Regions from separate parts of the Mus musculus genome. Here regions 2, 3, 4, 5, 6 and 7 are each linked to region 1. A link is a contact called in public Hi-C and promoter capture Hi-C data. All regions are on one chromosome and are shown on one strand. The core of a region is the stretch at or near the end of the contact, and the rest is flanking DNA. Distances in the headings are between cores, read along the strand shown.

Region 1 (4,078 bases), core at 759-3,258:
GCCTTAAGTCCACAGCAGTCATTGACATTCATGAAGGCTCACACCGGGGCCCTGTCCCAGGGGCAGGAACCCTGTCACTTTGTCCCCACCAAGGTTACACCAGGCTCAGCAAGGGACTAAGAAGGGTCCTGGGTAAAGCAACATTTATGGAAGCTATAAATCAAATGGGACTCTCAAATTCTGAAGAGTATCCACAAGAAGCATCAATAGGCATAATTCTAGTTTGTTATGTCTGTCTGTGTGCAGTGCCTACAGAATCCAGGTGTTGAGACTGGAGTTACAGGTGGTGGGGAGCCACCTCATATGGGTACTAAGGACCAGACTGGGATCTTCTTCAAGACTAGTAAGTGTTCTTAACTGCTGAGCCCCTTTGGGACGGGGTTTCATGTAGCCTAGGCTAACCTCAAACTTGCTGTGTAACCACAGATGGCCTTGAATTCTTGATTTTCCTGCCTCTGTCTCCACAGTGCTTGGATTACTGCCATTGCCTAGTTAATTTGGAATCTAGAGTTTCATACAAACTAGGCAAATTTCAGTTTTAAATTGTATTTAGCTATTACTGATAACGCCCAGTGCTTTCTGCTTCCTGGACACTTGGACATTTTCAGGCGCTCCTATCCCTGAGGCACCTTTTCAGCCAGACTTTTTACATTTTTACTTTATTGGTGTTTTGGCTGTATATATATCTGTGTGAAGGAGCCAACAGACAGTTGTGAGCTACTCTGTATGGTACCATGTGAACTACCATATACTGGGAATTGAATCAGGGTCCTCTGGAAGAACAGCCAGTGTTCTTAATCACTGAGCCATCCCTCCAGCCCCTTCATTTAGTTTTTAAAGAAGTTAGAATATGTGTGGACACATATGTCATAGAGCACATGTAGCGGTGAAGCTTGTGGGAGTTGGTTCTCTCCTTTCGCTATGTGTGCCAGGGATCTAGCTCAGGTGGTCAGGCTCCATGGCCAGTGCCCTTTTAAACTGACACATCTCTTGGGCCCCTCTAGATTATTAATGAAGTATACTACATACAAGATGATTAAAACAGGTAACGGGGACCCGTCAGATATCCCAGAAAGGTCATTTGCAGCCAGGCCTGACCACTTAAATTCAGTCTCCTGGTCCTCTGTGGTGGGAGAAAATGGATTCGTTTAAGTTGCCCTCTGACCTCACAGAAGCAATCATGGCGCACACACCTGTCCCCACAAACGTACGCTGTGCGCTTTGGGATTTATTTATAAATCTTGAATATCTTGACAGAATTTTCTAAACGTTTAGCACACGGTAATGGTGCCCGTTTTGTTGCAGGAACGCTGTAGCCCACTTTCACGTCCTCTAAGAGGGTCATCCCAGTGTTATAGTCACGGCCAGAAACCATATTTCATGATTTACGTACGTGTGCTGTGCACACTCTTACAGTCTCTCCCTTTCTGCTCCTGTTTAAGAGGATGGCGTTCTCTCTTTTCTTTCCTTCCTTTTTTATTTTCTTTTTTGCAGTGCTGAGGTTCGAACCCAGTCCCTCAAGCATGTCGCCAGGCAAGTGGCAGCTTTTGCCTTTTTTGCACAAATGGCTGCAGGACGCACATATGTCCAGACAGCTACCAACTGACCGCAAAGAGCAGCCCCGCCCCGCCCCACTCCTGATCCCCAGCAGCTAAGGTTGACAGTCTGCGGCGAGGGACAGCAGAGCGGCGCTGTCACTCTCCCTGTCATCTGAGCGGCGCGACCTTGGATCGGGCTGGGCCGCTCAGCCGGTGACCTTGGGCGGGCCCCTGCTCTCTGCCCAGCGGCGCCCGGGACCGTGGGGTCGCGGGTGGTGCCCACGCGCCGCGCCTCACCCGGCTTCCGCCATCCCCAGCCCTACGCTGTCTGCGTAGCAGCCGCGCCAGCTTCCGCGGCCTTCAGTGCAGACGCTCTCCCGCGCCGGGCGCGATTCCGGAACGCCGTCCGCGCTGCGCACGCGCGGCCGTCCGGCGAGCCCGCGTGCCTTACGCAGCTGACGCAGCGCGTCCAAAATGGCGGCGCGGTCGTCGTCGGGGGCGGCGGCGGTAGAGGGGGCGGTGGCGGTGGCGACGGCGGCCGTGACGGCGGCGCAGGGCCTGGGCCGGGGGCAATGAGGCTGTCCCGCCGCGGAGCCGTGTAGCGGACACACAGACCCTCCTCCCCGCCCTCTCGATCGAGCCTGGGGCGCGCGCGCGCGCGGCCGCCCGCCTGCAGCAGGCTCCCCTTCCCTGGACTCCGAGGCCCCGCACGGCACCCCCCACCCGGGCCCGGAGGATGATGAAGCTCAAGTCGAACCAGACCCGCACCTACGACGGCGACGGCTACAAGAAGCGGGCCGCGTGCCTGTGCTTCCGCAGCGAGAGCGAGGAGGAGGTGAGGCGCCCTGCCGGGGGTCGGCGGCGCCCGACGGGGTTTCCTGGGGAGAAGGGGGGGTGGGGAGCGGAGTGGAGAGGGCCCGGGGCAGCGGGATGCCATCCCGCGGCGGGCCGTCGGGGGTTGGCCGCCGTTCGCCCGGGGCAGTGGCTAGGCAGCTCGGCGCTCGGCACACGTGCATGGGGCGCAGGCCGGCCTTTGTGGCGGAGCGGAGGGCCGCTCCCTCCCTCCCTCCCTCCCCGCAGGGTTGCTGCTGGCCGAGGGGAGGTGGCTGCGGGCGAGCACTGGCAGCGACAAGCCGGGGCCAGCCGTTCGATTCTAACGTTGAGCTGCTGAGTCCGTATGGTTGGAGCCTGAAAAGAAAGGGCACTGGACACGGTTGTCGTCGAGGTTGTTATTCATATTGACCGGAACACTTCACGACCATCAAAAGCTGTATTTATGAAGATCTCTGTCCCGACGTTTCTCTGCTGTGCCCAATAGGATGAGTCGTAGGGTAAGCTAGGATAATAGAACGTTTTAGAGTCTTGTTCCTTTTTCCTTAAGGAACTTAAAAAAAAATTTTTTTTTCGGCTTCACAAAGCCGTTTCTGTGGTGATGAAGCGAGATTCATGAAAGGCGCGTGGTTTGTAAATCCACAAAGAATAGCTGCTTTGGAAATTCATAAAATGCCTGTGGGGACACATTGCTGTCGTGTGTGTGCATGGTGGTAAGATGGCAGTTCGCTTGAAAACAATGAAGGGCAGTGAAACTGAGTATGTTTTATCCCGGCCCTCGGCGGTGGGCTGGGGTGGCAAGCCTGCAGTACGGTGCATCGTGTTGAAATGGGCGACAGGAACTTGACCCGTTAGTTATGAAAGGCTCTGATGAAAGGGAGGATGGACTACCAGGAATCACTGTCCGGTAGATACTCAGGAGGAGGAAGAGGAGGAGGAGGAGGGGGAATTTAAATGAAATGACGGCCTGAAGAAAATCCGTGAAAGCATTCTTTGTGCTGTTGAGGGATTGCAAAACAGGAGTTTTGGAAATGTATACTTTGTTACTTTCCTTCATTACCAAAGGTCCCCGAAAGACGCGCTTTGTAAGTAAGCAAGGTCAAGTTTTAAATGATGCGCTGGCTTTGGAATACGTGAGGTAAAACTGTCTATGGTGAAGGCTGTTCTAGAAGCTTTGTTTTCTTCATTATCATATGGGAAGTCAGATGGGATCTGGGCTGTTAGCGGGAGGAAAAGGAATTAGCATAATGACATGCCTCACTGCAGTGCTGTGGTTAGGTCTGGCCAAGTTTAAAGTAGAAGGCTGTGTAATTTAGTCATGAACACTGCAAAACCCTTTGTTTTAAGAAGATCATCCTAGAGGTGAAAATGTGAATATTTTGGATAAATACTAGAAACTCAAGATCCTTAACAAAGGAACAACCGATTTTCTAATTTTGGTTAGAAGTTTTACAATGGACTGGCGGCAGTTTGGCCACCTATTGCCTTGTGTAGGTCAGACCAGGGGTAGGACTGACTTGTTTTGTTTTTTTAGGAGCTTAAGATTTTCAGCTGTTAGAAGGAGGATTAAAGCGTCTGCTCCGTGGTGGGGTTGCCTTTACTGAACTTCTCTTTGCATATTGGTTAATGAGCAGGACAGTTGTGCGACTCTTGAATGATAGGTTCAGTGGCTGCTCAGAGTTTGGTAAGAACAAGAATGTTAGCGGACC
Region 2 (4,078 bases), core at 916-3,415, 950 kb after region 1:
GCTCAGTCACCTTGGAGCAGTGTTTCCTAAACTCTAAGCCTATAACTCCTAGGAGGCACCATTTCAAGACCTGCTCAATCCTGCCAAGAGCAAGAAAAACAAGGATTGCAGTGGAGGCTGCAAATAGGCCCCAGATATGATCTCACTGCAGGTCAAATAGAACCTGACTGTGGTGAGCACCAGGGGTTTCATTACTCTGCATAACAGGAGGGGCACCTGATGCCAGGATGGGGAGAACAGAGTTTTAAGAAAGGAGTGGCCCAAACTAGGCACGTTAATGAAAGCTATTCTGGGATGAAGGCCAGAAAGACAGACAGTGGTGGAACGGAACAGGGTTGGTTTAAACACAACAGAGACATTTTGTTGTCTAACTCCAAGAGGAAAAAAAAAGTGTCTAAATGGACTCAGTACTCAGTTACTACAAATTACTTTGATAACTGCAGAGCCCAGATACCACATCAGCTGCTGTAAACCGCAGATGACGCTGTAGGACTGTTACTGAGAAGTGGAGCCTCCCTGATGCTTGCAAAGGACAGATATTCACCTATCATTTCCCTTTCAAAAGCCATTTAATTGCGACCTGGAGAGATGGCTCTTTGGTTAAGTACACTTGCTCTTCCAGAAGACCTAGATTCAAGTCCCAGCACCCACGTGACAGCTAATGACCATCTGTAACTCCAATTCCAAGGGATCCAAATGCCTCTGTGGACATTGCACGCATGATGCCCTTACATACATGCAGCTATACACTTATATACATAAAATAATACATACATCTTTAAAAGTGCTTTCTTAGGCTAATAGAAAAAACACTGTTAAAAGTCAGTGTATTCCAGACAGTAATAGAAGCCAATATCACAAAACAGTAAAACTTCAGCTGGGCGTGGTGGCGCACACCTTTAATCCCAGCACTTGGGAGGCAGAGGCAGGTGGATTTCTGAGTTTGAGCTAGCCTGGTCTACACAGTGAGTTCCAGGATGGCCAGGGCTACACAGAGAAACCTTATCTTGACCCCCCCCCCAAACAAACAAACAAACCCCCCAAAGCCCCCCCAAAACAAAGAAACCCACAGTAAAACTTTCTCTAATCAAAATGGCCCACTCAGTAAACATTGTCTACTCTACAAAGTGTTGTGGAGCTAAACACTATGTACCCACCATTCAGTGTCTAACCATTAAAGCAAGAGACGTTTCTGACACACTACTACTTAAGATCAAGTGTCACCTCCACATGATCTTGAGTGAGAGGGAAAAAATTACTTAATTCAAAAGAGGAACTAGAAAGAGGGTGCCCTAGGCTCCTCTGAAAAGGTTTGTTTTTACACTGCAATACAGAAGTTTATCTCCAAACAGAGAAAACGGTATTCTGCAAACCTTAGATGGGGGAATGAAAATCTTGGCCAACCACTGTAAATACTGTTTACAAGTAAGGGCAGGAGCGCCCTGGAAGGTATGACGCAGAGGTTTCTACACAATGCCTTCAGCTCTGGGTGATTTAACCTCGTTTAGATCAGGCTCACCCTGGCTTGGGTTGGGCCCACTAGCTGCAAAGGCTGAACTTAACGCTCTGCATCAAGCTTGTCTGAGTCCGAAACTGCGACAGCAAGGGGGCGAGAGGGAGATTTCTGTTCTCAGATCCCTTTCTTTGAGGTTTAGGCAAAAAGCCTCCCGTGCATCAAAGACAGAACCAAAGCAGCGACAGTGGCTTGGGAGGCGCCCTAATTTCTCTTCAGTCGAAGTGCACACTTTTAGTCCATCAAGACAAAAAGCACTCCCTAAAATTCACTTCCGGGAGGGGCCGCCAAAGGTGACCTCACCCTCCAGCCGGGGACGTTGACAGGCTCTGAGGAGCGCATGCGGTCCTCCCCTCTGTGGTCCACCCCGCCTCATCCTCCCGCCGTAGTCCTCCACGTACGATCCTTCTCTCCGTGATCCTCCCACCGGGGTCCTCCGCTCCCACCACCTTGGACCTGGCGCACTTACCCCCGGTTAGGACCCTTGGGGATAAACCAGGGCACGAGGAGGCCCACGAAGCCCCAGAACACGCTCATCACGATCAAAGGCACAGTAAGGCCGTGGTATGCCATGCCTGCGCCCCAGCAGCCGAATCGGTCCGGAGCCTCGCTCTCGTCCCACCCGGAAGTGTCAACAGAGGCTCACGTGATCGGCGCGCTAAAGCCCCGCCCTTTGCGCGCGGCGTGACTCGACCGTCGGACTCCGCCCCTTAGACTAGAGCCCCGCCCTTACCTGGCTAGTCTCAAGGCTGTGGTTCCATGGGGCTTGACTGAGATGAACCTCCAGCCACCGGGGAGGGGACCAGCAGAGTTTTCTGGAAAGAACTTAGGCCCATTTTGGTGATGTGTCATTTACAGTTTTATCTATATTTTACGCGCAGACATAAATAAGTAAAACCTACAATAGTGGACTACTGTTCTAGAGTCTTGTATGCTAGGCTCCTGCTTTGCATTCTTCCATAGCCCATGAACTACTCACAATCGCCATCTCTGCTGCAAGTGAAGAATCACAGTCGCATTGTAAGTAACTTCACGGTTGTAAGGCTCTTAATCGTTGGTGCTGCTGTGTGTCTTGTACAGAGTGCCAGGGTCTGAGTTACAGAAGTAAATCTGACAGCCATCTGAGAGAGGTCACATCTCCAGAGAAGATGGACAGCTGAGGATGACCAGGCCCTACTTTGCATTCCCGCCAGTTGTCACAACAGTTTCAATAAGAATAGGAATTATCGGGGCTGGTGAGATGGCTCAGCAGGTAAGAGCACCCGACTGCTCTTCCAAAGGTCCTTAGTTCAAATCCCAGCAACCACATGGTGGCTCACAACCATCTGTAACAAGATCTGATTCCCTCTTCTGGTGTGTCTGAAGACAGCTACAGTGTACTTACATATAATAAATAAATAAATCTTAAAAAAAAAAAGAATAGGAATTATCACCGGGCATCGTGGAACACGCCTTTAATCCCAGCACTCAGGAGGCAGAGGCAGGCAGATTTCTGAGTTCGAAGCCAGCCTGCTCTACAGAGTGAGTACCAGGACAGCCAGGGCTACACAGGGAAACCCTGTCTCGAAACAAACAAACAAACAAACAAGAATAGGAATTAGCCAGAAATATCATTGTGGCTCGCCAGAATTGTAGGCTCATTGCACCATGAACTTCCTGAGACACAGAGGAGGGGAGCAATTCTTGGAGGTTTTTTTTTCCCTTGGGGCCAGGGACTTGCTATGAGGAACACAACAGCTCCCAAATGCTGGGATTGCCAGTGAAGCACCATGCTGAGCTGAGGTTGGTTTTGCAGAAGCTTGCAGACAGAGCAAGATGAAAAGGGAGATCTGGCAGCTGAATCCAGTGTGCTGGCTGTGGATCCATTTCCCCGTAGTAGCCACCTCTCCTGATTTCTTCATCAAGTAGAATGGATTCCTGAATTAATTGGACCCTTCAGCAGCTGTACCATCTTTGCAAATGATTTTCAGACTTTAACTGAGCCAGCTGTAGTGGCCGCATACTTTTAATCCCAGAATTTAGAAGGTGAAGGCTGGCAGAACCATGCAGTTAGGAACAGGCCAAACTAGACTCAGAACTCAATTTGAAGTGGAGGTCCATCTATTGGTCATGTCTTGATAGTCACTCAGCTCACCATTAGTAATCTGAAATAATTTGTTTCTTTAAAATAGTCATGTAATTTATGTCAGGTGATGGTGGTACACACCTTTAAAAGCAACACTCAGAAGGCAGAGGCAGGTGAATCTCTGTGGATTCAAGGCTAGCCTGGTTTACAGAGAGATTTTTAGTCAACCAGGACTATACAGAGAAACCTTGTCTCCAAAACCAACCAACCAAACTAACTAACAAACAAAATTCATGGAATTTGGATGCCTATGTAGCAACTCACAAAGCACATTTATATTGGAATATGTTGGTACAAACCAATTCCTAGGAGAGAGTATAATTTGAATTTACTGGTAAGAGGTACAAATAATCAGAATATAGTTATTATGTGACTTTTCCTGGGTATACAGGAACAAATGTCCATTCACCCCCAGATAAGGCATGGATGGCAAACCAAAT
Region 3 (4,078 bases), core at 464-2,963, 840 kb after region 1:
ACTGAGAATTTGCTTCTGGAAAGAAAGTCAGAATTATGAGAGCCAAATTTTAGAGCAGGTTCTAGACTTAAGCTACATATATTCAAATCCTGCGTATAGCAATTTATTAGTGCAGTCTTGGAAAACTTCAGTTCTCTGTGCCTCCATTTCTTCACCTTACCTACGTCAAGATGGTATTTCTCTGTGTAGAACACTTAGCAGAATAGCTGGAACACTGAAAGAATACAATGTATGGGGCTATGCTTACTCACTAGTAACCATAAGAACCCAAAACACATATGTCACCAGAGGCCTACCTAACAGGAAACTATGATAATATGAAGTATTATGATGCTATTACATAATTTTATATTATGATATAATATGAAAACCCAACTTTTCAAATTTTGGATATAAGGGTTTTTTTGTTTTGTTTTTTTGAAGACTCTATGTAGTACAGGCTGGCCTCAAATGCATGATGGTCCTGCTTATGCCTCCCAAGTGCTAGAGCCACTACCCTAGCAACTCTGTGTTATGTATGTATATGTATTTACATGTGCATTCTGAGGACTGAAACTAGAGCCTTGCACATGGCTAAACTTTAACTCTACTCTGAGCTAAATTTACCCCCAGCCTCTGGTAATCTCACTTGTATAAATCTTGTTTATTTTTCTAGAATTGGCCCATTTTTTTTGTTTGCACATCTCAGGAGTAAAGTTTGCGGCGTTTCTTTACCTGTTCTCTAGCTTACTCACAAAATCAACACTTCCTCACAGCACAGGATAAACTGCTAATGTGGCAGAGTGTACATCTGGCTTACCAGAGAGCACTACTCTCCATGCTCCTTTTTATAGGGGCTAGTAAAGCCAAGCTTACCCCAACAGCTAGGCACAGCCCATTTATGCAGCACTGGGGATGGCGAACCCAGTGCTGGGCAAAGTCCTCACCAGCGGAGTCACACCCCTACCCTTTCCTTATTTGCTGTCACAGCTTGTATTCTGAGCCGGTTGGGTTCTTTTTGCCAAACTCTGGAGCCATTTCTACATTCCCTGTTCTTGCTTGTGTTCCTGCACTACTGTCTCCTACTTAAGACCTGCTTCCAGATAAGCGCCTCATTTTCCAGTCTGTTTCCGGGTAGGGAAGCTCTAAAATGATTTTCCTAGGCTGGCTTTCCCCATCCAGGTCCTAATACTGGCACTGCCTGCCTTCTGACCCAGGATCTTGCACAATATTTGAATTCTTTGTTCAAAAAATTACAACCACGTCCCAGGTTAACTTAGTTAGCTTCGGGCAGGGACTGTCGGGCCAGGTGGCTTTGGGTGCCTCAGGGTCCCTAACTTAGGGAAGTGGGCGTGGGAGGCGAGCAGGGCGAGGGGTGGGGCGGGGCTACAGCCGAGAATGCGGGTGGGCGGGCTAGCCCAGCACGGCTGCAGTCCAAGGAAAGGGAGCGGCGTGTTAGGGTAACTCAGGGGTGGGCAAACCAACAGTTCACAAAAGAAAAGCCTGAAGGTCAGTGATCTCGGGGAACCGACCGAATGGTGCCTTAGGAGCCATCCTGGAACCGGACCAGGCGCGAATATTCTGGAAGATGTCAAGGCGGCCATCGAGAGCCGGACAGGAGCCTAAGAATTTGTACCTGGATAAGCGCCTTCACCTCTAGGTCGAATTTGACAATCTCTTGGTTACAGATCCGGACGTGGACATCCTGGGGAGCCGCCATGTTGGAAATGCGGCTACGGCGAGCGGCAGCAGCCAAGCTTGAACGCGTTCACGTGGCTCCTGCCCGCCTTTCCGTACTTCTTCAAATGTGATGCTGCGGGAGACCCCGTGTGGATCAAACCAGGTCAAGAGTCCAGACCTGAAACTTTTCTTGTCACGTAGAACACGCACAGCTTCTCTGGTCTGCTCCTACTAAACGGAAAAGTGGAATGTGATTATGAAGAACCATTAGAGTTGGGGTGGGGGGGAGGGGAAAATACAACTCAGGTGATGATAGGCTGGCATGCCACATGGCCTTCAGGTTTGTTCCCAGTACTAGAGATACAACAACAACCCGCTATTCTAGTGACCTTTTGGATGGAAAAAAAAAAAGGATCAATTCGGATGTCACCAAAGTTACATTTTTTTTCTTTAAAATTTAAAGCAAAATGTATACAGTAGGTATGCATTATGGAGGAAGACACAAAACTTGTAAAGGTGCAGACTTAAATACAGGTCACTGGGGCACCTCCATTAGTACAACCATGATCCTGCATTGTTGTCCTTACACATTTCTATGGCTCTGGTCCTGCCCTTTGTGTAGAATTGGATTCCAAGTATCTCATAGGAGTAGTTCTGACTGTGTGGTGTGATAGAAACAATGTCAGTGCAAACCTCAAAGAAGGGTAGTGTTTTTTAAAATTATTATTTCTTAAGCCCTCAACACCACTGGACACTTTTCCCCCACCCTCCGGGATTCTCCAGGCTCTGTCGTCTTGGATATGGGTTCCCTCTTTTTAAAATGTTTTTCTCAAACTGCACACACAGCCCCCAGTCTCCACGCCTACCTGTCCCAAAGCACCCTGTACCACCCACTTCCTAAAAGGTGCTCAGTAGCTGGCTGCAAGTATCAAAGGCCTGGATTCCAGGCTTGTAATCAGTTTCCTCAGTAGCATCACTCCTAAGTTAGGTCACCTAGAGGATGGAATGAGGTGTTGATAATGTAGCATTGAACTCAGTGCTCACTAGTTGCTATACATGTACTGTTAAGAAACACTCTGGGAGTTACTTCCCTACGTGCGGCCATTTTCTATGAAATGCTTCTGCCCAGCAGCTGCACTTGATTTGTTAGGCTATAGAAGTGGAAGGAAGAGGGGGTGGAGGACGATGACAGAACACACGGGACAGGTGAAAGGCCCTAAGTATTTTCTTTGCTTTTCTGAGGCAGGGTCTCACAGAGCCCAAGCTGGTTCCCAGCTACCTATGTAGCCAAGGATGACCTAGAACTGCTGGAATTACAGGCACTGATTAACACCGCAGCTACTAGACATGCATTTTAGCTCCACACAAGCTTTCCTATATCCTTTTTATCTGGGTGTGGTAGCATATGACTTTATCCCAGCACTCAAGGGGTAGAGGCAGGGAGATCCCCATGAGTTCCAAGCCAGCCAGGACTGTGGTGTGAAGCCTGTTTCGTCATACTGGTTATATCAGTTTACACTGCATGAGCAAAACTGTGGAAATGCCTATTTCCTTATAGCCCTACCAGCTTGGTGTGCTGACACTGGTGTTATCATTTTGTCTCTTTTTCAAAAAAACTCCTTTCTTTTGCATCTCTCATAATGAATGAGACTGAGATTAGTATTCACATGAGCTGCAGAATTTGTAGACTCTGACTTTGCTGATGGTGCTTTTTTGCCTTAAAGAGGATTTAAATTTCCATAATTTTGCATAGCATTGGGAGATCTTCATGACTCTGGACTTGGGTCTATGTTAAAAAGTCCTTCCTCTTCTACAAGGATCAGCGTGTCTGTCTACTGCTTATTCTTTAAAAACCCACTTGTATGCTTAGCCATTTTGAAATATATGTGGTTCACAGTGTGAGACGCAGAACCAGCTTCACACTTTCTAGGTTACTTAGTGGCTTCAACACTAAAGGGCCCCCCGTTTGTTTCACTTCGGTTCTGGATGCCACATTGACCATCCTGTTTTTCTGTGTATTCCAGACTACTTTCAAACTCTACTCTACTTGCCCGTCTACTCACGCTCTGAATGTTTCTATACAGAGACTTCTGTATGATAGAGGATTGAATACTTGATTTATCCTCTTCCAACTACAACATATTTCCCACCTATTTTTCTCTCACTACTTTAACATATTCTTGGTTTGTTTGTTAAGATGGGAGTCACATTCTCAATGTGACTCAGTGCCAGTAACTCCTAAGTTGTTGACAGGTCCTGCTCTGGAATCCAGTGTGTGTTTTCATTCAAGTTTCTTCTGTATTCTCCATAGTACACTTTTCTTTCAATTTAGTACATTTTCTGTTCTTTAATTCAAGCACTATTTTAAGATGAAAAACTTTTAAAAGAACTAGGTTGCCATTCAAATCACTGCAATGTT
Region 4 (4,078 bases), core at 462-2,961, 710 kb after region 1:
CTTTATTACTAATTGAAAAGCACTACTAGCCGGGCGTAGTGGTGCACGCCTTTAATCCCAGCACTCGGGAGGCAGAGGCAGGAGGTTTTCTGAGTTTGAGGCCAGCCTGGTCTACAGAGTAAATTCCAGGACAGCCAGGGCTACACAGGGAAAACAACTACCACTACCACCCAAAAAAACCCCAACAAAACCAAACAAAACAACAACAAAAAATCAGCAAGCAAACCCTGCTATACTTGGGCATGCTACCAGCTTCAGGTTACTAGATCAAATATATATTGCTTCTTTTGGGTTTGTTTTCCTCTTTTTTTTTTTTTTTTTTTTTTTTTTTTTTTTTTGGAGACAATGTATCAATGGCCTGAATCTCCAAGCTCTGGTCTGAGCCTCCTCACAGGTGACCTCAGGTGCACAACGGACCTCAGGATGGTTTGTTGCTTTTGGTTCAGGGGATTATAGACCCAGGTGTGTTTCTTGGATGCTCCCTAGCACTGCACCACAGACCTCTTCCTTCCAGTTTTAACTCGTACCTTAATGTTGCTCCTCCTAGCTTTCTTCTTCCCCTTCCATCTGCTTGAACCTTTACAGTCCTTCACTCCCTCCCAATAGAGATACAAATTGTATTATGTCTGTCTCCCCAGGGACTGTCAGCTCACTGGTAGCTAGGACTCCTGTCTCCTACATAAGTACAGCTGTGCAGGGCCAGAAGATGCTTGGCAAATACTGCAGGAACAAATCTGAGAAAAACTATTTTACTTTTTAACTGTCACCTGTCACAGTGCAGTGCTCTCCCTTTTGGCTGTGAGTATACCAGAAAGTCTCTTCAAGCTGAACACCGACTGTGAGTCAGTCTAGACTGAAATGCTGGTAAACAAAGAATGCAGGCCGGTCTTTCCTGACACCAGAGAGATCAGTCCATTAATTACCACACACATACGCCTCAGATGCTTGTGGTGGAGAAGGGCACCCCCATAAACTAGTCAGCAGTCCAAATGAGCAAAAGGAAGAGGCAGGCGAGGGAATAAGGATCCTCTGGGCCGATGCCCCCATTTCTCCTCTCCCCTTCCTCTATCTCGATCCAGCAGCAACACAACAGGATATCAGCAAGAAATGTACTTTGCGGACAAGCGACAAGGCTTCTCTCAGAACCCTCGCTTCTCCCACAAGGCGATCTGCAAGAACTGAGAAGCACAAACATGTCGAATCCGCTTGAGAATTCGAAATGGGAAATGCTGGAGGGGGATAAGGGACACGGGATGGTAGCGCCTGCACGACTGGAATGGCGGACCAACGTCGCAGCGACTGTCCTGGGACCTCGCCGTGTGTGTGTGTGTGTGTGTGTGTGTGTGTGTGTGTGTGTGTGTGCCCTCACTGACTCGGCCGCTGGTGTCCTGGGCGCGAGGCGGTGCGACCCTCCCCTGCAGGACGGCTTGCCCCGACCTGTCCCCGGGACTCGGGTCTCCGGGCGGCCGGCCTGCGTCCTCCGCTATTGGCGCCAGGCCGTCACCGCCGCACTCACCTGCGCCTGCACGTCCATGGTGGTCCGCACAGGAAGGGATGCAAAGGCAGCAGGCAGGGTGACGAGACCCGCGTCCTCTCAAGGGCTCGCGCCGCAAAACGTCGGAGCCAGGCCAATTCGCCAGGCCAATCGGCCAAGCCAATCCGCCACACCAGTCACTTTTGAATTTCAACCTCCGCGCAGTCAACGCACTTCAATCCGCAGAGGCCAATCCGCGCCGGCGCTGCGGTCGCGAGCCAATCACGGCGCCCTCCGCCTCCGGGGCCACGCCCCCTGAGTCGCGACTCTTCTAGTCCGCCGGAGCAAGAGAACTAGACCCCTTGGATCCTACTTCCGGATCCGCTCTTCCTTATTTCTCCCTCTCCCCCTCCGGAGCGCGGAGCTAGGCCTCTGGTTGCGTCAGAAGTGCGCGTGTGTGGAGGAGTGGCGTGGGGGAGGCAATACGCATGTGCAAAGGTGCCTGAGCGGTGTCGGGGCGGAGCGAGCGCCACCTAGCGGCTGCTGCTGAACCTGCACACCTCCTCGACAAACCTGTAGACTGGAGACTGTTAAACCGAGGTTGCTCTTGGTCCGCTTTCTCAGGTCCGAAAAGTGGGAGCTGGTTGATGGCGCTGACCTGTCCTCAAAAAAGAAAAAAAGTAAAAGAAAAATTGGAGCCCATATCTGGAGATGTAATAAAGTCATAAGTCTAGAGCAGGTCCGGGAGGATAGCAAACTGGTTATCCCTGAAACTCATATAATGTGGAAGGTGAGAACTAATTCGCCACAAAGTTTTCTGTGCCCCTCCTGCCTCCAATAATATATATTATACATAAACAATATGTATTATATACATAAACATATCTTTACACATATACATAATATATACTCAATAATACCTATTATATATAAGCATATATAATATATATAAATAACATAAATTATATATTTATTTTGTTTTTTCGAGATTGGGTTTCTCTGTGTAGCCCTGATTGTCTTGGAATTCTATTTGTAGAACAGGCTGGCCTTGAACTTAGAGATGCCAGGGCTACCCTGTGCCACCATGCCCAGGTCAATAAACAATCTTTTAGATTAAAAAATCAAAACAAAACTATAAGCCAGGCTTGGTGGCACACACCTTTAATCCCAGTTCCCAGTACTCAGAATGCAGAGGCAGACAGATCTCTTGAGTTCAAGGCCAACCGGGTCTACAAAGTAAATTCCAGGGCAGCCAGGGCTTTGTAGAGAATCCCTGTCTTAAATAAAGAAATACACACATGCATACCTGCATACATACATACATACATACATACATACATACATACATACACACATACATACATAACTGGGTAAATAAACAGTATGTTTCTTGACACCAAGTTGTAAATCTACAGCCCTCTTACTTGAGATGTTTCCAAGTCTACAAATGTTAATGAGGGAACACTAAAAAATTTCTGGTTATAATTTTACAAACTGGTTATAATTTTAAACTAGACAGTATTTCCCTAGTGACTTTCTAGAAAAAAAGCAAAAGTTTTATTGTGTGATAGAATATGAGTTTGTCTTCTACTGAAACCTGTTTTGGGAGTTTATCTTTCTTGGCATGAAGCTTGACAGCAAGGTAAACCAACCTGTGAGATTTTACACATGGGATGGACTGACCTGGCCCCTGCAGCCTTGGGATAGGAGCTGGCTCAGGAAGGACTCTGATGCAGCCAGAGCTCCAAGGCTATCAGCTCTGAGAAGGACACATCTGGACAGCAAAGGGAAAACAAATATCTTCCTTATGTATCAATTAGAATAACAGAGGTTTACCCCCAGCCAGCCCAGGATCCTCACAGTATGTGATCTCAGTGGCTTCTTTGGGGGCTAGGTCAGTCTTCAGCTGTCAGGCAGAGCAGCTGGAGACTGCAGCAGCCACACCCAGAAGGTCTGAGAGATTTTTCTGCAGAGAAAGAACTTGGGAGAACGGACTCACCTTGGTGAAACAGTCAACCCAACAACTTGGGCAGGCCCTGCCAGCAGGCAGTTCTTTGCCCAGTGGTCAGTAGTACCACACTTGAAGCGAGCTCCAGGGGAGTGAGTTGCTGCAAATCTTCTTTGGAGACAGCCTCCTGCTGCTATCAGGAGCTGGTATTTGTGGTCAGGGGAACCGTAAATGCAATAGTCAGCAGAGCTCTGAGGGGTTTGAGAGGCAATATGTAATCCTTCTATTAGGTAGACCTGATTTTAAACAAATACTTGTTTTAGTTATTTGCTTTAGGCTTAACCTTGCCAATAGTCAGGGTTTGTATATGCTTGGCCCAGGGAGTGGCACTATTTGGAGGTGTTCCCTTTTTGGAGTAGGCGTGTCACTGTGGGTGTGGGCTTTAAGACCCTACTCCTAGCTGCCTAGAAGCCAGTATGCTGCTAGCAGCCTTTAGATGAAGTTGTTGAACTCTCAGCTCCTCCTGCACCATGCCTGCCTGGATGATAATGGACTAAACCTAGGAACCTGTAAGCCAGCCCCAATTAAATGTTGTTCTTTATAAGACTTGCCTTGGGGGCTGGTGAGATGGCTCAGTGGGTAAGAGCACCCGACTG
Region 5 (4,078 bases), core at 681-3,180, 680 kb after region 1:
CTCGAGACCTGCTCATCAGGCCTGAGGGGGAGGGGGCGGGGGGACGGGGGGAGAAAAAGAAGAGAGAAAGAGGGGGAGAGAAAGGGGGAGAAGGAGGAGGTGGAGGAGGAGGAGGAGGAGGAGAGAGGAGGAGAGAGGAGCGGAGAGGAGCAGAGAGGAGGAGAGAGGAGGAGGAGGAGGAGAATAAGAGCCAACGGCAGCAGCGGCAGCAGAGAGAGGGGGGGCGGGGGAAGCGAGCTAGAGAAGAGAGAGCAGGAGGAGGAGGGAGAGACTGCAGCCCCCACCCCTACCCAGGGAGACCCGGAAAAGGAGAGAACGAGGGACCCCTGACTCATACACACCAGGGAAGTCCCGTAGAAGCTGACCCAAGACCCTCAGACAGACCCCAGACCCAGAGAAAGATACTCACCACCTCACCCCCCCCCCACCTCCATACTCAACAAATTGGGTCTCACAGATCCAAATCTAGAAGGAAAGAGACCTCTGAGCTCAGACCCCACCCCCTAAATTAAAGAAAGGAGTCAGGGACCAGAATATGAGACTCTAGTGTCAGCAAGGTTCTCCAGACCCATGTTAATCTTATTCGAACCCTGGACTTGTAGTTTGGGAGACCCAAAACAGAGACCTAGACCCAAAGAAAAAGATGAAGCCAATATTAGAAAGTGCCCCAGGCCAGAATTAAATTTTAGAATCTAGCTAGAGGTAAGAAACCCCACATTCGTATCTCAAAGAAACTGCAAACTTGGGGATGAAGGAGGAGACATTCGGCTGACCCAAAGATGAAGATGACCACATAGAGATCTAAAATACATTACATCTGAAAGATGTGAGTTAGTGACCGATTGCGAGGTTCAATTTCCTGAAACAACTCCCCAGGTAACCCAGACCCTAGGAAGGGCCCAAATATTGGACCCCCACCCCCACAGGACCCAAATATTGGACCCCCAACCCCTCACCTACACACACAAGGATCTCTGAGAACCCCCCCCCCAACTCAAGAAAATGCAGAAGCCTAACAGGAGCCACCCATGCCAAGGACCCCAGACCTTGGAGGGAGGGCTAATATTTGGGCGGCAGGGCCCTTTTTCCTGCTGTCTCCACCCTCTTCTCTGTCCTCTCACTGGTCCCCTCTCCATTTTTGGGTCACTGGATGTGTTTAGGCTCCAGGGAGGTTATGTAGGGCAGGTCCTGGTTCCTTGGGGGAATGGATGAAGGTAAGGAGACCCAAGACCGAGAGGTGGGCCAGTCCTGGGGAGAAGAGTCAGCAAGGGGGAAAGAACAGGGTCACACTCTGAACTCTAACTTGCAACTCTCATTTCTCCTCTCCACTCATTTGTCAGCCTCTGTCCGAAGCTTTGGGCTCTGGGTATCTTCCATCACCCACTAGCCCATTTACAGGTGTCACCCAGTGCTTTGAAAAGGTGTCTTTCCTCTCCCAGCCACGGCAGTGCCAGGTCTGAGCCTGCCTGATCACTGCCCCCTACCCAGGGACAGCTGGCTTCTCAGCTCGGTGCTAACGCAAGGGCGGTGGCGGGGGGTGGGGGGAACTGTCCCCACCCAAGGCTGCCTGTCAGCGCGGGGAGGGAGGGGGGCTGTTACTAGGCACACTCCGGAGCTCAGGACAACTCCCCGGCCCCAGCCTGACGCAGCGACAGCGCGGGTCGCCAGGTCTCACGTCACGTGGACCGCGAGGCCGGCCAGCAATTGGCCTCCGCTCGCTGCTCCTGAGGCGGCGCCGCCTGAAAGGACAGGCCTCATCACGTGACGGCGGGTCGCCGCAGCGGCGTTCCCCTGCCAGCAACCGGTTGAGGATTCACGGAAATGGGCGGGCCGCTGGGGCGCACGACCTCAGATAAAGCTGCCGATTGGTCGGAGGGCTCGACGCCACGCCCACTTAAGAGGGCGGGGCTACCGGGCCACTTGAGGGCCGGGATTGGCCAGGTCTGGAGACTCCGGGAAGGCAGGGCTGCTCCTGTCACGTGGTGCACACTGTTTTCGCGTCACGTGGCTACTGCAGGTAAGAGGCGGCCGCTCCGCCGGGGCTCGGGGTCCTTCGTCCGTGCAATGAGCGGCCATTGATTTCTTCTTTTCTCTACCAGCGCGGGCTGCATGAACTGGGGGCGGGCGCCCGGCGTCTTGCTCGGCGGAGGGGTGAGTCTGGCCCCGCCTTTTCCGGTCTCGAAGTCTCACCCAGCTTCTGCAGCGGAACAGAGGAGCTGTCCCAAGTTTCTTTTAAGTTTCAGGGACATTTTTTTTTTTCTTCCTGGTGCAGAAAAGGCAGCGCAGAGGCTTGGTGTCTGCCCCAGAAGGCAGCCCAGGTGCAATTTCCTGGGGCAGTTGTGGGGACACTGAATCCGCCCTCCCCCCTGCTCCAGGCCACTCTGCTCCTGTCGTTTCTTTGGATGCCAGCGCTACTGCCGGTGGCTTCCCGCCTTCTGTTGCTACCCCGAGCTCTGCTGTCAATGGCTTCTGGAAGCCCTCCGTCCCAGCCCCCTCCGGCCTCGGGCTCCGGCTACGTTCCAGGATCAGTCTCTGCAGCCTTTGTCACTTGTCCCAACGAAAAAGTCGCCAAGGAGATCGCCAGGTGGGGACCTCGGCCAGATGACCTAGAGAGAGCGTTGGGGTTAGGGGAAGGGTGCTGTTTCCGGGTCGTGCACACTCTGATCTCGCTTCACCCTCAGGGCAGTGGTAGAGAAGCGTCTGGCAGCCTGCGTCAACCTCATCCCGCAGATCACATCCATGTGAGTTGTCAGTTAGAAACGGAAATCTACCCGGAGGGGCTGAGAGCTTTTTCTGGGAGAAATCTTCCTTTCCCAAGACTTTGTTCCCTTCTTTCTCTGACCTCTTCAGCTATGAATGGAAAGGAAAGATCGAGGAAGATAGTGAGGTGCTGATGGTGAGAAAATTCCCCCCCTGCCTGGCTCCTTTGACAACTCTGGCCCTCTCCTGACACCAGTTCTCTACCCCGTTGGTTGAACTATGTCTGTCTTTGCCCTTTAGATGATTAAAACCCAAAGCTCCCTGGTCCCTGCTCTGACAGAGTTTGTTCGGTAAGAACTTTGAGATTTTCTTTTGGTGGTGGTGGTGGGGCTGGGGGATGAACCAGGCAGGGCCTTGAGTATTTCAGGCAAACACTCTGCCACTGAGTGAGAAGAAACCCCGCTCCCCGCCTCCCCTCCCCCAAGCGCTGAGGTGGACACTGTGTGGTGGAACTTACTGGGGAGTCCAGGGCTGGTGTCTTAGGGGGTGTATCTTTGGGTGTCCAAATAACCTCGCCCTATCACTTCGCAGATCTGTGCACCCTTATGAAGTGGCCGAAGTGATTGCACTGCCTGTGGAGCAGGGAAATCCCCCGTACCTGCACTGGGTGCACCAGGTCACAGAATCGGTTTCAAATTCTGGCACAGCCCTACCATGAGGAGCCCTGTTCCTGTTTTAATGCCCCCTGGCTTCCATGTGATGACCGAACCCCCAATAAATCCTCTCCTGCTCCTGATGCCTTTTCTCTGTGACATGGATGTGGTCGGGAAGATCGAGAGCGCCTCTTGTCAATCTTTCAAAATGACTCATGCCTACTAGGTTTATTTATCTTTATTACAGTCATACAGTCTGGAATCCTGGACCACCCAAACCCCCCCCCCCAATCTCTAATCCCAGGGGTTAAATAGTCTTAAAAAATTATCTCAAAAGCTGTAACAAAATAACATCAAAGGAAATGAGGGGGGGCATTAGGAGTCATGAAGGGGCAGAGAAGAGGACCTCTTCACTCCCCTGGATTCCAGCCTGGGCAGGAGGGAGAACCACTCCCCATCTCTCCAGGTACATCCCAGCTGTAGGTGAGGTCAGAGGTCAGGGCATGAAAGTGCCAGTGTGTGAATGGGGAGGGGAGCAGAAGCAGGCTGTCAGAAGATGCCCCCCCCTCCCCACTCAACTAGGTACTGCACAGAGCCGTCAGGCCGCACTCTTCGAGCAAGGACCCTCACAGGGTCCCCTCGGGACAGGTAGCTAACCCCACCTCGGACTCCTCCCCCAGTCCCCGGAGACAGACTACGGCACAAGGGAGAAGGGGGTGAATGTC
Region 6 (4,078 bases), core at 539-3,038, 650 kb after region 1:
GCCCTTGCATAAGTCCCGGTGGCGAAGGAAGAAGGCCTGGACACGGAATCGACGGCCACAATGGGGACACGCATGCAGAGCTCTCGCATGGGTCTTCATGTGCTCTGTTAGATGATGCTTCAACTTGAAACGTTTATTACAGATGCCACATCCAAAAGGGCGAAGGCTGAACGTCAACATGATGTGTCGGTCTCGTTTCGGCTTTACTGCAAACCGTTTTCCACACAAGCAAGCAAAGCACTTCCCATCTGCAGGGGGTGTCCCTCCTAGCTTCACAGGCCCATGCATAGCCTGCCCTGTTCCTCCAGGTCCTCCATCCCCTGACAGGATTTCATTCCCATGAAGATCCACTGGTTTCCACGATGGATCTCCTGCCCCAGACGATTCCCCTCCTCCTGAGGACAGCAAGTATCTCAGCTCCTCCTTCTCCTCAGAGTCCTCTCCAGATAGTACTTTGGTCTTTTCCTTTGTGCCTCTTGCTATCTCCTCCTTACACTCAACGTTTTCCTGATTCACATATAAGATTTGGGAAGCTTGTACAGGAGGGGCAGGAGGATCTACTGTTGAGCTCTCATCCTCTGAAGGCTTGCTGGGAAGAGCAGGTGTAGGCAATGGGTGGGATCCACAAGCTTGGGAAACCCCTCCCGACACTCTCTCCGGCTGAGGAGTCTGAAAGAGTGGAGCTGCTGACCCCTGCTCCTCTTCCTCCTCTACTTTCACCTGAATCTGTAACATTCCTTCTAGTTCACTCCCCTCCCCTCCAGCGGGGCTCTCAGGGAGAACAGAATTCTCTGTAGAAGCAGAGGAGCGTACTGGGTTCTGGAAAGGGGAAGAGCGAATGCACCAGCCTCCTGAAGATGTTGTGGAAATAAGTGTGAGGCTGGAGGCTCTTCCACCGGCTGAAATCCCACCAGACGTTTCTAGTTCTCGAAGAATCTCTGAGCACCGATCTACCACTTGCCACATCTGAAGGCCGCTGGCTACAAGGAGATGGGCAGGGAGGGCATCCAGCGGCAGGTGGAGGCTTCCTGAATAAATGAGCTGAAGCAGTCCCTCGAACGCATCGGCCTCGATGACATTCGGTAAAGTCAGTCGGGGCGCATCCCCCAAAAGCAGCTTGTCATGGAAGTAAGGAGAGGCAGCAGCCAACACTGCTTTGTGAGCCCTAAGTTCCCTGCCCTGAACCAGGAGGGACACATCACAGAACTTTCCCTCCAGCCTGTGGCGGTTCAGGGATTCCAGCAGCGAAGAGCTATGATGAGGGAACTCAATGTGGATTGTCTGTGGGGCTGGGTTGCATCTCGGAGATGAGGATGCGGGAGGCAAAGGAGTCGAAGCATCCATGGCTACCTCGGGAAGAGAAATAAATCCCGGGGAGTCGGGCAGTGCAGGGTTCTATACGGGGTGAAGGCTGCGGAGGAAAGAGACTGGGGTCACACAAGTTCGGGGTATGAGACCTGTCTCAAGCCGCTCGCCACCGACCCTTGAAAACTCTTCGGTGACAAGCTTCTGTATATTAGTTCCGCCCACCAGGAAACCCAACAAAACACCAGGGTTTACACCTCCAGGCCCAGCGGAAGCTAAGGAGGGAAGGGATGGCGCCCCACCTCGCCGGCTCCGGTCGCCCTCCGCCACCGCTCGCCCCTCCTCACCGTGCTCGCTCCGGCCGGCTCAGTGAGCTCCGGCCCCGCGACGTCCCACCGACACGCCCCCACCGCACGCGCGACCGCGTCGGAGCACCTCAACCGCCAGTGCGCCTGGCCGGCCGGAAGCTACCGCAGTTCCGCCGGACGCCAATGCGGCCAGGCACGGAGGGCGGGACCAGTTCTGCAGCCAATGGGAGAGCGGCAGCCTACAAGCCGTCTCCTCATTGGCTGTGCGGACGGAGGGCCGGGGCTTGGGGAGGGCGGCGGAAGTGGAAGGCGGTTCCCTCAGTTCTGGAGTAGCAGTGAGGGGAGCCACGGGCTCCGCAGTAAGGCTTGCTTCCCTCGTCCCGCCGCGCGAGGTAGGTGCTGCTGCCCTCCGCGTGCACGCGGGACAACCGGGTCTGAAGTCTGGAGCGCACGCTTGCTGAGGACCTGGGTCCTTTCCTCCATTTCGCAGAGGAGCGTCCTCACAATTAAGCCCTAAGTCAAGAGGGTCTTGCACAGACCCTGCACTTGGAGTCTTTGGGGCGCTAAAGCGAGTCCAGTGCTGCGGCGGAGAGAGAGCGGGAGTGTGAGTTTCACCAGGAAGACCCTGCGGTATATATTGTTCTCCTGACTGGGTGGTATAGTGTGTAATGTAAGAGGACTGTTCTTTCCAAAAGTAGTCCCTGTCACCCTTCAGGTCGTTCTGGAGACCCCGGGCTAAAAAGTCGGCCCAACGCCGGGGGAGGCAGCACTTAGTCCCAGCACTTTGGAGGCAGGGGCAGGCAGATCTCTTGAGTTCAATCAAGGCCACCCTGGTCTACAGAGTTCCAGGCCAGCCAGAGCCACACAAGGAGACTCTCTGTCTTGAAAATCCAAAAATAAATAAAAGTCAGCCCAGTGATAAAAGAACAATCTCCGTTTATTAAACATGATTTTTCTGTTTCACCACACACTCCAGAAAAGAAAAGAAAAAAAAAAAAAGGAAATGGGCCTGGGAGTGGGAGAAAAGGGGGGGCAGTGGTGGGGGACCAAGAGTCTGGGAGCAGGGGCAGGAAGGAGAACGAGTAAACAAACAGCAAAAAAAAAAAAAAAAAAAAAGAGTAAGAAGATCTTCTCCCTACTCTTAAGGTGGTGGGTGGGGAGGGAAGTGAGGGGTGGGGCTAGGGAGCCAGGAAGCTCTGTACAGAGGGGTCGCCTCCCAGCCCCCCTCCCCAATTATGTACAGTACAAACCCCAGATAATTACAACAGCCAAAGAGGAGGGAGGAGGTTCAAGGGTAAGGCCTGATGGGGAAAGCAGAGGAAAGGGCATGGGATAAAATTTCACATATTTACAACTTTTATATAAGTATAAATTTGGCCCCGGCTGGGTGGGTGTATGTAGAGGGTTAGACCGAAGGAGAGCTGTCCATACAAAAGAAAGATCGAGTCTGGAGTCTGGGAAGAATTCTCAATACCAAACGCAAGGAGTGAAGAGACAAGGCTGGGTAGGGGGCAGCAGTCAGAGAAGAGGGGGTACCCGGGAGGGGTTTCTCCCCTTCCATGGCCTACCCACCCCAAACCCCATCCATCCTACCTCCCCTATACCGCCAGAGAGCTATGTACAGAAAAACACCGAAAAAGCATGGAGCTGGCGGGAGGGAGGGAGACTGGGTGAGGGTGAGGGTGAGAGGGAAGCCCAGCCCTGTCCTACCTCCCCCAGGGGACAGAGTCATGTAAGGGGGCCCCCAAACACCCATCCTCCAACACAGGTCCCCCCATCCTGGGGGAGAGAGACATGGCTTTTCCTAGAGTAAGTTCCCCCCTCCCCATGGGAGTAGAGACAAGAGAGGGAAGGGGTAGAGGGCTGGCTGCATGTCAGGGTAGGGCAGATCAGCTAGTCTGTCCCTCCACAACCCAACACACATGGCCTCCTATACCCTAACCCCCTCATCCAAACCTCAATTCCACCCCACCCAACACACTGGGGGAGGGGGGGGCATAAGCCCCCTCACCCCGCTCTGGGACCAGCCAAGAGCAGATCAGGTGTGGGAAGAAGGGGAGGCAACTCCCATTCCCCCCTTGCCGCCCCCTCCCTGCCCCGGTGGCCCCCTCCACCCCATCTGGGTTCTGGGTGGGGAGAGTTAATGTAAGAGTGGAAAGAGGAGAAGGAGTTTGTGCGTGCTGAGCCCCCCCAGACGCTCCTGAGAAATCAAGGGGTAATAGGGCCCCCTCACCCGGGGTCCCCTCCCCATAACAAGGGGGGGCAGGGGAGGCCAAAATGGGGTGGTAGAGGGGAGTTATAGATTGTCAGCTCTGGTTACTGCTAAAAAATCACCCTGAAGTTGAAAGTTTGGAGGTGCCACACCCCCAGTGTGGGGGTGAGGGTCTGTCCCCCCAGTGCTCAGGGGAACTATGAGGCAGAGGACAGGGATAGCACCCCAGAGTGAAGGGGTCTGTGTGGGGTAG
Region 7 (4,078 bases), core at 799-3,298, 650 kb before region 1:
CTTTGATTTCTTGAAAGTCTCATGCTGGCTAGGCATAGTGGTGCACAACTGAAATCCTAGCACTTGGGAGGCTGTGGCAGGGGGATCTCTGTGAATTCAAGGCTAGCCTGGTCTGTATAGAGAGTTCCAGGCCAGCCAGAGTTACATGGTGAGAGCCAGTCTCGGAAAGAGGGAGCGAGGGAGAGAGGGAGAGAGGGAGAGAGAGGAGATTGACTCATATAGTCTCATGCAGCTCAGTCCAGCTTTGAATTCACCAAGGATAACACTGAACTCCTGATCCTCCTATCTCTGGCATTATGGACCTGCTGACATCACACGGGCATGCTGACATCACACAGGCATGCTGACATCACACAGGCATGCTGGTACTGAGTGAAGAAGTGAAGCTTGAAGCTCTGCCTATGAGGTGACTCAGTAGGTAGGGCATGACACATGGCACTTGCCATCAAGCCTGGTGGTGCCCTGAAGTGAGCCCACATGGTAGAAGGAGAGAACAGACTCTTTCCTACAAGCTGTGCTCTGACCATCATACATGGGCACAGGCACACACAGAGATAACAACAAACAAACAAACAAACAAACAAACAAATGTACATAAGTAAGAACTTTAAAGAAAAGCATCGGCTAAGCTCCCAGGAGCAGTTGAGGAGGGTGCTGACGTAAGGAAGCCTCAGGTCAGCCTCTGTTTGCTTCTGAGCACACACCTCCTGGGGCTTTCGAGTTCCAGATAAGGGCTGCTTCACTCAGCTCTGGAAAGCAGGAAGTCCCCAAGGCTTTCCTGGTCCCTGAGAAAAGGGACAAAGCGGTTGAGTGGAGAGGCAGCGGAGCAGATGGGCTCTCCCTGCCCTAGTAGAGCACTCTAGAGATGGGAGCCCAACCATGCCCTCCACAGATCTACCCGCTAGGATCCCCCAGATTCCCTTGGCAGCCTGCACGCTCACTCAGGAGGGGGTCTGCGGATGTGACAGAGAAATAACGCCGGAAGCAGGCTACAGGGGTGACACCTGCACACCACATTAACAGGACAGTACACCTCACACACTCAGGTCACACTGGGCTCCTTCACCTCACAAGCAAGGAACCGGCTCGACACAGAATGCCGAGGACACATGCCTCTGTGCACCAGATGTTACACTGGTGACAGGGACAACCTGTAAACACTGGTTCATTCAGGAGTGCTGAAATGCAGGCTCTGAGGTGGCCATGAGCCAGGGGAAGACATCCCAGCACTTTCCCCAGCCTGCACAGAGCAACCTGTTCCTTGCCAGGACTCTCCGGCCTTGGCCTCCAACTCATGAGCTTCCCGGGAGGCCGAAGAGGGAGGACAGCACAGAACAGGCACTCGGAACGCCCAGAGAGCTGACTGTCTTGGTGCTGTGGCAATAGGCAGAGGACAAGGTGGCCCAGACAGGAAAGACAACAAACTGATTCAGCCCTAGCCACCGACTTCTCAACAATAAATGCTCTGGAGGACACCGAGGAGTGCTAGGGACAGAGTCCTCTCTACTCACCCAGGGCTCAGGAGCGGCTTCCTTGAGGATGCGGATGCTGCAAACTGGATAGAGACAGGTCTGTGGGCTGGCTGTGGGCCGCCGCAGCAGAGGCCACTCAGCCAGTCCCGGGCCACTCGGCACTCAGCTGCCCAGCCCTCTTTTCTGGAGGCCTCTACCACAGTCTCCACCCAAATCCTGGGGCTACAGCAGGTGGTAGCTCCCCACCCACCATAACCTGCTTGGCAAGGCCTTCCGCACCTTTCCCCACTGAAGCTTCCTGCTTCTCTCTTCCCCAGGAGTCCAGATCGAGGCAGGGCCTTCCTTATCTACCTGGGATTCACAGGCCAGCTTGGGAACCCTAGGCACTGACCTTACCATGGCTCACAGTCTGCTCCTTACAGCCTGCACGTCCCCGAGGGAGTAGGTGGGGGTTGGAAGGGTGCCTGCAGGATACCTTGGACACAGCCTTCCCTCTAAAAGAGGCTGAGAGCAGGCAGGGGGCCTGCAGCTAGCCCAGCGGAGGGCCTGCTTTCTACCTGAGACTGCCAGGTGCACAGGGCGCTGGGAAACACAGGGTGTGGTGTCCTGGGAGCCCTGTACTGGAGTGACCTTAGTGCTGGCCAACCACATCAGAGGTAGGACTGGCACAGGGACAAGGCAAGACTGTCCCCAAACACAAGTAAGCTTGGCTCATGAGCAGAGTGGCCTGGCCTGGGAGCTCAATCTCACGCAGCCTCGGGTCCGGAAGTGCTGTTACAGTCATGCGAAGAGGCAGCAGGGTTGAGTGGTCCCAAACCCAGGAATACTGGTTCTGAAGGTTCATCACAAAACGCTTCTTTCTTTTTTTTTTTTTTTTTTTTTTTTTGGTTTTTTGAGACAGGGTTTCTCTGTGTAGTCCTGGCTGTCCTGGAGCTCACTTTGTAGACCAGGCTGGCCTCAAACTCAGAAATCCGCCTGCCTCTGCCTCCCAAGTGCTGGGATTAAAGGCGTGCACTACCACACCCGGCTCACAAAAAAAACGTTTCTTAACTGCCATTACTCATGACATGGGAGTGATGGTCGCCAGTGGCTCGCACACGCAGAGGTCAGTCCTTCCAGGCCTCTGCTGGTACTAAAGGCATGGCCTTTAGGTGCCTTCTATACAATGGGATTTCCATTCTATAGTCCTGGCTGGCTGGGAACCCACGATCTTTCCTGAACCTGCAGGTGGCAGGCCTCCTAGGGAAAGCAACCTCCCGCCTCTGAGACAAGGTTTCTCACAGGTCTGGAGGCTGGTGAGCAGGCTAGGCTGGCCGGTATGCCCCAGAGACCCATCTCTCTCCACCTCCCCGTGCTGCGCTCGCAGGTGCACAGCCAAGCTTTTAGTGCAGGCTCTGGAAATGGAACTTAGGCCTTCACACTTCATATCAGAAAATTAAATTAAAACGAGCGTGTGGGGCCCCGTGCCTGAAACGCCATTATCAGCACAGAGATATGGGAAGATCTGGAGCCTGAGACCCTCCTTTGTCTCAGGCATCAAAAAATGAAGGAAGCAGGAAAAGTCAGTTTTTTTTCTTTTAAAATTCATAAAGTGAAAACATTCCTTTAAAATTCTGTGTGAAAGACACAGAATAATTTATAAATTGAAGGGTTTCTGGAAATTTCTGTTCCTTGTTCCCAAATCCTGACAGCCAGGGACTGCTGGGAACCTGCAGTCCTTTAGGCCCTTTCTTATGTGGCTCCAGGGGCAGGCTCCCGCAGGCACGCACGCACAGCAGCCAGAGTCCTCCTCAGGTAGAGTCACTTCCTGGCCCGGCGTGGGTGCTGAGCATGTGTAAACACACTGACCCAGGCACCAACAGCTGTGTGAGGAGACCACACAGGAAGCAGAGCCTGCAGAAGAATGAACGCTGGCAAGGTGGGAAAGGCCAAGCAGGAGGGCTAGTGGGGCAGGCAGAGCCAGTGAGCCGCACCTCGCTGAGGCATCCAGCTCTCAGATAAGGCGCAGGCCGTGGCCTTGGATCCCAGGTATAACACGTGAACCTAACTCTGAGGTTGGACTTCGGAGGGGAGACCTCGGATGGCTCAGTGGTTAAGAGCACTAACCCTCAGGCTCCATCCCCAGCGCTTGCACGGTCTCTAACTACAGTTCCAAGAAGATCTGACACCCCCTCTGGCTTTCACGCAGTACTGCATACACATGATGCTGATACACATGCAGGCAAAACACCAGTAAGTATAAGGTAAGTTAAATCGGAGTGGAAAGAGACAGAAGAAAGAGAGAGAGCACCAGAGGTCGGCAAAGTCAGTGGAGAAGCAGAGGGCCTGACATCTTAAACCCAGCAGTAGGGCGCTCCCTACCCTGAGGCATCCACTGAGGCAGCTCTTTCTGCCTGGGCCACCTCAGCCACTACTCACTCTGACTTATGCCTCCTCATCCGTCAGACATGGGCTTGGCCACCACTTCCTTAGATAAGCCTCCGCCTCCCCATCCACAGCTCTTCCCACGTCTGCTTGCTAACGCATCTGACATGCATTTGGCTGCCTGGGGTGTGACCACAGGCACACCTGAAGTCACCATAGGTGTCTGTTGCCAAGGGGTGATG

The links. Promoter capture Hi-C pulls out the DNA fragments that hold promoters and counts their contacts. Hi-C and Micro-C count contacts between places; a contact is called where the count stands out from the background. Capture Hi-C pulls out chosen DNA fragments and counts their contacts.
Region 2: a contact with region 1 is called in a promoter capture Hi-C map of pre-B cells, with 3 times the contacts expected there. The contact joins the promoter of Atp6v0e here to the promoter of Nudt3 in region 1. A contact is called at or near these places in 5 of 39 promoter capture datasets (3T3-L1-derived adipocytes, the C10 cell line, the SN4741 cell line and 2 more), 1 of 484 Hi-C or Micro-C datasets (pre-B cells), 2 of 115 datasets of contacts at active chromatin or transcription factors (astrocytes and bone marrow-derived macrophages) and 1 of 9 other capture datasets (adipose tissue).
Region 3: a contact with region 1 is called in a promoter capture Hi-C map of adipose tissue, with 2.8 times the contacts expected there. The contact joins the promoter of Bnip1 here to the promoter of Nudt3 in region 1. A contact is called at or near these places in 2 of 39 promoter capture datasets (cranial neural crest and liver) and 1 of 9 other capture datasets (adipose tissue).
Region 4: a contact with region 1 is called in a promoter capture Hi-C map of pre-B cells, with 5 times the contacts expected there. The contact joins the promoter of Kifc5b here to the promoter of Nudt3 in region 1. A contact is called at or near these places in 2 of 39 promoter capture datasets (hippocampal neurons and pre-B cells), 1 of 484 Hi-C or Micro-C datasets (CD4 T cells) and 1 of 115 datasets of contacts at active chromatin or transcription factors (large pre-B cells).
Region 5: a Hi-C map of LSK cells shows a contact between it and region 1, with 2.9 times the contacts expected there. The contact joins the promoter of Cuta here to the promoter of Nudt3 in region 1. A contact is called at or near these places in 8 of 39 promoter capture datasets (the 3T3-L1 cell line, the SN4741 cell line, cranial neural crest and 5 more), 4 of 484 Hi-C or Micro-C datasets (the G1E-ER4 cell line, LSK cells and cortical neurons), 6 of 115 datasets of contacts at active chromatin or transcription factors (astrocytes, cardiomyocytes, differentiating embryonic stem cells and 3 more) and 1 of 9 other capture datasets (adipose tissue).
Region 6: a promoter capture Hi-C map of pre-B cells shows a contact between it and region 1, with 2.6 times the contacts expected there. The contact joins the promoter of Zbtb9 here to the promoter of Nudt3 in region 1. A contact is called at or near these places in 7 of 39 promoter capture datasets (the 3T3-L1 cell line, the C10 cell line, the SN4741 cell line and 4 more), 1 of 484 Hi-C or Micro-C datasets (embryonic stem cells) and 5 of 115 datasets of contacts at active chromatin or transcription factors (astrocytes, embryonic forebrain, embryonic midbrain and 2 more).
Region 7: a promoter capture Hi-C map of stem cell-derived epiblast-like cells shows a contact between it and region 1, with 2.5 times the contacts expected there. The contact joins the promoter of 1810013A23Rik here to the promoter of Nudt3 in region 1. A contact is called at or near these places in 1 of 39 promoter capture datasets (stem cell-derived epiblast-like cells) and 1 of 9 other capture datasets (adipose tissue).

Annotation. Positions count from the first base shown.
Region 1 is chr17:27,621,382-27,625,459 of GRCm38.p6, reverse strand. Nudt3 (nudix (nucleotide diphosphate linked moiety X)-type motif 3) reads left to right here and starts at 2,008. Exons shown (of 5, transcript NM_019837.2): 1 at 2,008-2,373. The coding sequence starts at 2,275.
Region 2 is chr17:26,674,483-26,678,560 of GRCm38.p6, reverse strand. Atp6v0e (ATPase, H+ transporting, lysosomal V0 subunit E) reads right to left here and starts at 2,165. Exons shown (of 4, transcript NM_025272.2): 1 at 1,983-2,165. The coding sequence starts at 2,086.
Region 3 is chr17:26,778,714-26,782,791 of GRCm38.p6, reverse strand. It overlaps Bnip1 (BCL2/adenovirus E1B interacting protein 1), which reads right to left and starts at 1,713. Exons shown (of 6, transcript NM_172149.5): 1 at 1,616-1,713. The coding sequence starts at 1,699.
Region 4 is chr17:26,914,724-26,918,801 of GRCm38.p6, reverse strand. It overlaps Kifc5b (kinesin family member C5B), which reads right to left and starts at 1,711. Exons shown (of 11, transcript NM_053173.2): 1 at 1,517-1,711. The coding sequence starts at 1,534.
Region 5 is chr17:26,937,390-26,941,467 of GRCm38.p6, reverse strand. It overlaps Cuta (cutA divalent cation tolerance homolog), which reads left to right and starts at 1,930. Exons shown (of 7, transcript NM_026307.3): 1 at 1,930-2,017; 2 at 2,100-2,151; 3 at 2,376-2,584; 4 at 2,682-2,741; 5 at 2,851-2,896; 6 at 3,001-3,050; 7 at 3,292-3,496. The coding sequence starts at 2,110. The coding sequence ends at 3,418. It overlaps Phf1 (PHD finger protein 1), which reads right to left. Exons shown (of 15, transcript NM_009343.3): 15 at 3,560-4,078. The coding sequence ends at 3,903. Syngap1 (synaptic Ras GTPase activating protein 1 homolog (rat)) reads right to left here and starts at 218. Exons shown (of 19, transcript NM_001281491.2): 1 at 1-218. The coding sequence starts at 16.
Region 6 is chr17:26,970,889-26,974,966 of GRCm38.p6, reverse strand. Zbtb9 (zinc finger and BTB domain containing 9) reads right to left here and starts at 1,788. Exons shown (of 2, transcript NM_001005916.2): 1 at 1,653-1,788; 2 at 1-1,411. The coding sequence starts at 1,344. Syngap1 (synaptic Ras GTPase activating protein 1 homolog (rat)) reads right to left here. Exons shown (of 19, transcript NM_001281491.2): 19 at 2,533-4,078.
Region 7 is chr17:28,269,678-28,273,755 of GRCm38.p6, reverse strand. It overlaps 1810013A23Rik (RIKEN cDNA 1810013A23 gene), which reads right to left and starts at 2,048. Exons shown (of 3, transcript NR_045427.1): 1 at 1,869-2,048; 2 at 1,512-1,555; 3 at 593-785. The region is part of intron 2 of Ppard (peroxisome proliferator activator receptor delta); the gene reads right to left.